2 separate regions of the Mus musculus genome follow, and region 1 is linked to region 2. A link is a contact called in public promoter capture Hi-C data. All regions are on one chromosome and are shown on one strand. The core of a region is the stretch at or near the end of the contact, and the rest is flanking DNA. Distances in the headings are between cores, read along the strand shown.

Region 1 (3,808 bases), core at 1,264-3,763, 390 kb before region 2:
CTCATCATGGGTCAGTTCAGAGACCTATATTATCTTAATGTACTAGTAAATTATATTTCATCGCAGACGGAATTGCCTTCCAGGCTACTTTCCACAGCTCTGTGACCTTCACTCAGCCAAACAGGTATGGATGGCTGCTGGCTGATGAGACGAGAATTCTTTTGTCTGGGAATTGGCTCATAGGAAACCGTAAGAGTTATGATGAGAACCTAAGATGAATATGAGAACAATAAAACATAAATATAAAATCAATTCTCTGAAAAACATCCACCTCCACTCTATCATCTAAAAGAGGGAGAGATAAGGAGTCAGCAAAGTTGAATAAGCCAAATAAATAAATAAATAAATAAATAACCCACAGCCAGTTCCTAGGTCTCTTAACTCCATACAGACAGCCACTGAGAATTCAGAGGTAGTAGAACACAAAAGCATATTAACATTTATTTGCAAATGCGCAACAATATCACTCTGTATCAGTGTCTTCTTCAAGGCACTCATTTAGAATGCACAGAACTTAAGAAGTTTAGAGCTGTAGAGGGGAATATGTAATGGCCTTTTCTTACATGTGAGAAAATATCCATTATTATTATTCCATCCACTCATTTATAAACATCCACTAGTCTCCTATAATAAACCAGGTATTAAGGATACCAAGATAAACGGAAAAGCAGAGCAGGTCTTGAGGGTTGGGAGATGGCTCAGCTTGTCGAGTGTTTGCTGCACAGCACAAGGACCTAGGTTTAACCCACAGCAAAATGTAAAAGGCCTGGCAAGGAGGCCCTAGTAATCCCAACACTAGGAAGGCAGAGACAGGCAGATCCATGGAATTCAGCAGGATTGTCAACTGGCCTATCCTAACCACGAGCCCCAGGTCACAGTGAAAGACTGTCACAAACAACAACAAACAAACAAAACAACCAAATTGGACAGCTCCCCCACCCCCAGGAACAATATCCAAGGCTGATCTCTCCTCTACCAGCACATGCGCATACCCACACACAAAGGAATCGGATCTTAAGGAGCTCGCATGGGGGGGGGGGGAAACTAGTATAAAGATGCTTAGTATTAAAGAAGTCTCACCGAGTGGGAAAAGAAAGGAGTAGGTCATCAAGTCTGGTTAAAACACCAAGCCTCACAAGAGTTAGCAGTTTACACCATTGAAGAATCAGCAACAATGATTTATCTTAAAACAGAGAAACCTTTTCAAAATTCCCAGCTCCATCAAGAGTGGCAGGGATACCATTTTCTAGGCTGTCAGGCACTGCCTGGCGTTTTATATGCACCAATCAATCCTGAAAACGGATGAGAAAAGCAAGCAGTGTTGTCCTCCTGGTTCAACGGAAGAACGCAGTGGAGAGAATTCTGTCTTAAGACAAGACACACTGGGGACATAAATTAAGACAAGGGCACCCCTTTCCTTCTCTAAACTGTTTACACTCTGCAAAGATTTCATCTCTTCAGTAGACCGGTCCTGTAATCGGGAATCCTAGCCTGCGAAGTTACCACTTCCTAAAGAAAACCAGGACTCACAATTTAAGAACCTTAAGGAAAGAAAGGTCTGCCAGATTTCCTCATCTCAATAAAACTGAGCTTTGAGTGCAGCGACCCTCCACTTAAAGGAGCCGCACCTTCTCTAATATAGGACACACCACAGGTGCTCCAGAAACGGTAGTATTTTTTTCCAAAGTTCTTAAAAGGGCGGACTAAAATATGCTAAAGCACTGTAAATTCAAAGTACTAGCTAGGTTGTTTTGTTTGTTTCTATCCCAACCCACAACATCTGAAACGCTAACCAGGGGAGGGAGATGGGGCGCGGGAGAACGTGGAGGGTCGAGCTGGGAGGGTGGTACGCGCGAGCCCTGTTCCAAAAGAGCGAGGAACCCAGATACAATCCTTGAGTCCCGAAGTCTGGGCATGTGAACTGCCTAGCAAACGTTTCTTCTGCAAACGTTTGCTTCTTCTGGCCAAGATGCTGCCAGGAGTGAGGGAGAAGAGGGTAAACTATAAAGTCTCAAAGGCGAACATTAAGCCCAAAGTCTCCACACCGAGAACCAGCCACCAAGTGGGAAGCCCGATGACAGCAGCACGCTCTTGGAAAGTTGTACCGAGGCACGCCCTACACCAGCCGCCCAACGGTGACAGCCACCGAACGCCAAAACCGGCCTTTTCTTTGCTTTTGGGTGCTAACCTGGAACCTCATCCCGAATTTTCAGAAGAAAGGGAAAGGGAGCGGAGCCCTGCTGCGGGGCCCCGCGACCCTCAGCCCCGCCCCGGCTCACCTCCCCGCGCGCCCCGCGCCGCCCCGGCCGGCCGCCAGCGCCCCGCCAGCAGCTGCACCATCAAGAGCAGGCGCAGCGCGCGCCGCCGCGACCCCCGCGCCGCCATCGCCCGTCCGCCCGCCGACGGCTGCCTCGCGGATTACTCCGGGCCCTGAGGGACGGAGCACAAGAGCTGCCGCCGAAATCCGCTCGTTTCTCGGAAGCCGCTCGCCGCTCGCTCTTCAGCTTCTGCACGAAGCCCACCTTACCACTCGGTGGAAGGCCCGCGGAGCTCGAGGGCGGAGCCGCGGCGCTTAGCCCCGCCCCTATGGCCCGCAGCCCCGCCCCCAGAGCCCACACCCTGTCCTTCTAGGCTCCGCCCCGGGTCCAGCTTCATCAACTCGTAGCTCCGCCTTTCCCACACCTGGTGCTACCTTGTCACCCCCCTTCTCAGCCTTCCGCAAGAATTGTGACAGGTGCGAAGACTGTCCTGACCTCTGTTTTGGTGCGGTTTTGTTTCCTTTGGAACTGTAAACTCTGGATCCCCGAGTGAGCCAACAAGACTGCCTCCCTGCTGTGGACTTTCATGCCCCTGCTGTAGATACTAAGTGATCCATATCAGAAGACCTGCATTCGAGATCTGCATCTTGTTCAAATCACTCTTCCTTTGTGCGTCTATTTTCTCTTCCTTGTAAATGAGATGGATAAACTGGAGGACTCTGAAGGACAACTGTGACTGACAGCTCTGACATTCATTCAAGTCATCCGCGAAAATGATAGGCAATTGCTTCCAGAGTAGGCCATGCTGCCTGTGCGGTCATCACTTGGCATTGTAAATATTAGTGCCTTCGACTGCCACTGCTCCCTTACAACTTTGATGGAGATCGATGCTGACTGCGTCACAAATCCCTGTAGACTCTACACTGTATCTCATTGCCTCTGCTCATAATTGATTAGAACGCTTCATTTGGTTGAAGAGATTCAGGCAAATTATCTTTAAACTTCAGTGGCAGAGCATGCCAGATTTTTCACAGAAAATTATGGAGTTGGCACCTCTACAATTCATTATAGGCAGAAATCTCACTCCAACCTTCAGACTGCATAAATCTGTTTAAGTGAGACCGGGTTGCAAAGAATCTTAAAGGCAAAAGTCATTTAAGACCTTTTCCCCCTGGGTCCAAGTATACCCAGGGAAATGGAAACAATGTCCAAATGAGCGAGTGTATTTAAGCAGGCAAATGAAAGAACCAGAGAATAAAAGATGTGTATGGTGTTCACAATGCCAGTTGTTAATTACACCTCTGCACAAGAGTGAGACAGTGCCTAACCCCCTACACAGCAAATATATACTTTGAAGAATTTATAGGACTTACAGCTACTTATACCATTTGTTCTTGCCAGTGTTTGGGTGACTTTAGAGTGTTGCTCTACTTTCACAGCTAAGGAACGTGGAGAGTGGAGTTGAATAATTACTGAAGATCACAATACCTGTCAGTGGTAAAGCTGGGTTAATGGTTGTTAGCTCAGCCACCGTGAGCATAATTAGAACT
Region 2 (3,739 bases), core at 515-3,014:
AGGAAGATCAGGTCAGCCTTACCTATAGCGTCAGCTAGACTAGTGGAGACACTGTCTTCAAACAAAACAAAGCCCTGCCTGAAAGGAAGCCCAGTACTATAAAAATCCAAATACCATTTGGTACTTCAGCACGAGTTAACCTCGGGAGCCCCTTCTTAAGCCCTAATCCCTTGAGAGAGACTGAACCAAAGCCTGGGCCACTCTGCCAAAGGTCACACAGGCAATCAAGTCCCAGGGGAGCATCTTCTGACCCTATGGCCAATAAGTTCTGAACTCTTGTGGATTTCTTACAGGGCTAAAGGAAAAAGCAATTTTCCAGGACGCTCTTTACTACTTAGCCTTATTTAGTCCCCCAAGGCTGACTACACCTAGCAACATGAATCAGGTAGAGTGTGTAAGCCCAGACATTAAAGGACTGACTTGTTGCTACACCTTTAAAACCAAATGTGACCTAACAGCATCTCAAGCAAAAGTGGGTCTGAACATAGTGACAACGTAGATTCTAGTCACCAAACAAAAAAGCCTAGTTACTGATGTCCCAGAATCACTGTCTGCTTGATCACTGCCAAGACAGATACATCGATAGCTAGGAAAGCTTCAGGCTTTCATGTCCTTCTACATGGAATAGGTGCTTTCATGCAGAAATACCTGTGACACAAGCACATGTATCTTACAGGTGGGTTCGCAGATGTTAAATAGTTTGCAGAGGATACACAATTGGCCAATGGCTTTGTCAGGATTTAAAATTAAGAACCCCTAAATTGAATTATTAATAAACAATAGTGCATCTCCAAACCTCTCTTTAAAGGAGAAGGGCAATACAAATTTCATTTAAAAATCTGCATTGCTTATAGCAGACTTCTAGAGAGCCACCCACGACGGCATCAGATGACCTACGGCCTGGTCAGTACTATATCCATAATTAGCTAAGTGACCTTGGCCACCGGAGAGACAGAAAATCAAAATACCTCGGGTTTCTCTCAAAGATGACAATGACCTCCTGTATGACCTTGAGCAAATTTGTCTTCGAGGGCAGGTCAGCTCCACCAGGAAACGAAAAGACTGCATATGTAACCTGAAGCGCCTTCCAGCTCTAGTACCTGAACTATCAGGGAGAACTAGAGAGTCCCAGATCGCTGGGTCCCAACAACTGAAGGTGAAAGGACGATGATGCGATCTCCCTGAACGTTCAGAGTATAACTCCAAGGAGCACGATGCCCTGCGTCCTCTGAAGGAGGAATACCTACCAGGGCACCAGGCATCAGACTAGGAAGAGTTCCAAGAGAGAGAAAAATCTGGCTGGCCTAACGGCCCGGGATTCCCTCACCTCGAAAACCCTCTTGCGCCCAGCGTTTACCCGGTCAAAGGCTGAGGGATCAGGGAGGGGCGACCTGGGCATGCTGCCCGGAGACCCGCAGGTGACAGGGCCGCGGGGCCTAGGTGGCCTGTCTGTGACCCTCAAGGGCTCCGGGGGAGGCCTGTGCACCTATCCTGGAGGACACTGGTGGGGACACCCGGAGCAGTACTGGCCGCCTTGACCTTGACGCCGTCCCCGCCCGGCGCGGCTGTCCCGGCTCAGGGCTAGCCACGCACGGCGTGCCGGCCACATTCCCCGAAACACTGCCCGCGGGCCATGAGCCGCCTCCGCGCGCTCGCCTCCGCCATCCATCAGGCGGGATCACAGCCTACTCTCCCTGCTCGCCCTCGAGCTTGCTGCCCTGTAGCGCTCACCTTGGACACCCACGCGGACCCGGCCATCGCGTCCACTTCCCTCACCGCGGCGACAGCGGCAACACCAGGGCGCATGCGCATAGCCCTCTTCCCAAGCCCGCCCCTCACGGCCCCGCCCCGAGGCTCCGTGTGGCCCCGCCCCTAGCTCGGGTCTCTCGATCGCTCACCGCCCCGCTCCGGACCCCGCTGCACAGCTGCCGCTAGCTGACCAATCACCGCCTTCATCTTTTGATGACGCGCGGAGCGGGCCCAGCTGCGACCCGGAAGCCTCCTCCCCTTCCTCCCGCTTCATTCATTGAAAAGCTGTTTGGATGAGTTTTTTGTTTCCGACCTATTAGGGGACCAATCAGCCTTCTTTATTTGGGGGATTGTGCGCCCCTTAAAACTTTGCGGTCCCACTGGGACAAATATCTTGCTTATTTTCAAACATTGTTTTGTTTTGTTTCATTTCTTAAGACAGTATCATGGAGCTTCAAACTGATTATGTAGCTGAGGCTGGGTTTGAACCCCGGACTGCCAGGGGTTCCTCTTTTCTTGCCTCTATCTCCCAGGTACAGGGACTGTAGGCATGCACCACCTCGCCTAACTTGATTCTTACATTTTTTTTTAAATTTTCATTTTTTTGTTTTGTTTTTTGAGACAGGGTTCTTCTGCATAGCCTCAGCTACCCTGAAACTCACTCGCTAGACCAGGCTGGCCTCAAACCTACAGAGATCTGGCCTCTGCCTCCCGAGTTCTGGGATTAAAGGCGTGTTCCACCATCATCTGGCTAATTTTTATTTTTTTTTAATAGCTTTACTGAATAAAAAGCATTTATTAGTCTGCAGAGGACCCGGATTCAGTTCCCAGCACCCTCATGATGGCTCACAAATGTCTGTAACTCCAGATGTAGAGGATCCAGTACCTTCTTCAGGCCTCACAGGGCACCAGATACCAATATGGCACAGGCACCTACATGCAGACAAAACACTCATATACATAAAATAGACAAATCTTTTAAAAAGTACTTGATGTAAATGTACAATCTGAAGTTTTTAGCAAATGTAAGTGTTTTCATAAAATAAATTCAGAAAACACAGCTCTTGGGCTGGGGAGATGGCCCAGTGGGTTAGGTGCTTGTTTCAAAAGCATGAGGACCTGAATTCAATACCCAGTACCCATGTAAAGAGTCAGGAAAGAGTGAGCATCTATAACCCCAGCAATGAAAATCCAGAGCTAGGTGAATCCTGCTGCCATTGCCAGACAGCCTAGCTGATATGATGAGCCCCAGGTTGTTTAGTGAGTGGGAGACCTGTCTCAAAAGCTAAGGTAAGGATACCTACCATGAAGCCATGAAGCACTCAAGCACTCAAGCGCTCTCTCTCTCTCTCCCTCCCTCTCTCTCTCTCTCTCTCTCTCTCTCTCTCTCTCTCTCTCTCTCTCTCCCCCCCACACACACACACCACACTCACATTCTCCATTTACACACTATAACTCTTACTTCAAAAAGAGTAAGAGGGGGTTTAGTCTGACCAAATATAAGTAACTAAGGCCAGGAAACACAGGTTTAGATTACCCCAGTTTCTATGTTTCAACGTGGTAAACAAAAACAAAAACCATGTTGAGGACAAATCAGAGTTTGCAGACTGGCAGTGATGGCCCATGCCTTTAATCCTATCTCTCAGGAGGCAGAGGCAGTTGGATCTGAGTTAGAGACCAACCTGGCCTACAAAGCTAGTTTCAGGACAGCCAGGGCTACACAAAGAAACTTTGTTGCAGGATATTTGATCACACTGTGAACTCTAAGACTGTGTTGTTTACTTGGAAAACCATTTTCTAGTTGTGGTGTGGCTCAGCCTTAGCACACACCATTAATCCCTCAAGCTGGAATACAGAAATGACTTATTACTTCCTTTAATTCCAAATAATGAATGAAGATGAAGTTAGTTTGCAGAAGGAAACACCCATGATTGAAAGTGATGTCTGGGGCTGGTGAGATGGCTCAGTGGGTAAGAGCACCCGACTGCTC

The links. Promoter capture Hi-C pulls out the DNA fragments that hold promoters and counts their contacts.
Region 1: a promoter capture Hi-C map of liver shows a contact between it and region 2, with 2.1 times the contacts expected there. The contact joins the promoter of Chrna5 here to the promoter of Idh3a in region 2.

What each region holds. Positions count from the first base shown.
Region 1 is chr9:54,980,193-54,984,000 of GRCm38.p6, reverse strand. Chrna5 (cholinergic receptor, nicotinic, alpha polypeptide 5) reads right to left here and starts at 2,513. Exons shown (of 6, transcript NM_001373901.1): 1 at 2,280-2,513. The coding sequence starts at 2,385.
Region 2 is chr9:54,584,536-54,588,274 of GRCm38.p6, reverse strand. Idh3a (isocitrate dehydrogenase 3 (NAD+) alpha) reads right to left here and starts at 1,764. Exons shown (of 11, transcript NM_029573.2): 1 at 1,732-1,764. The coding sequence starts at 1,758.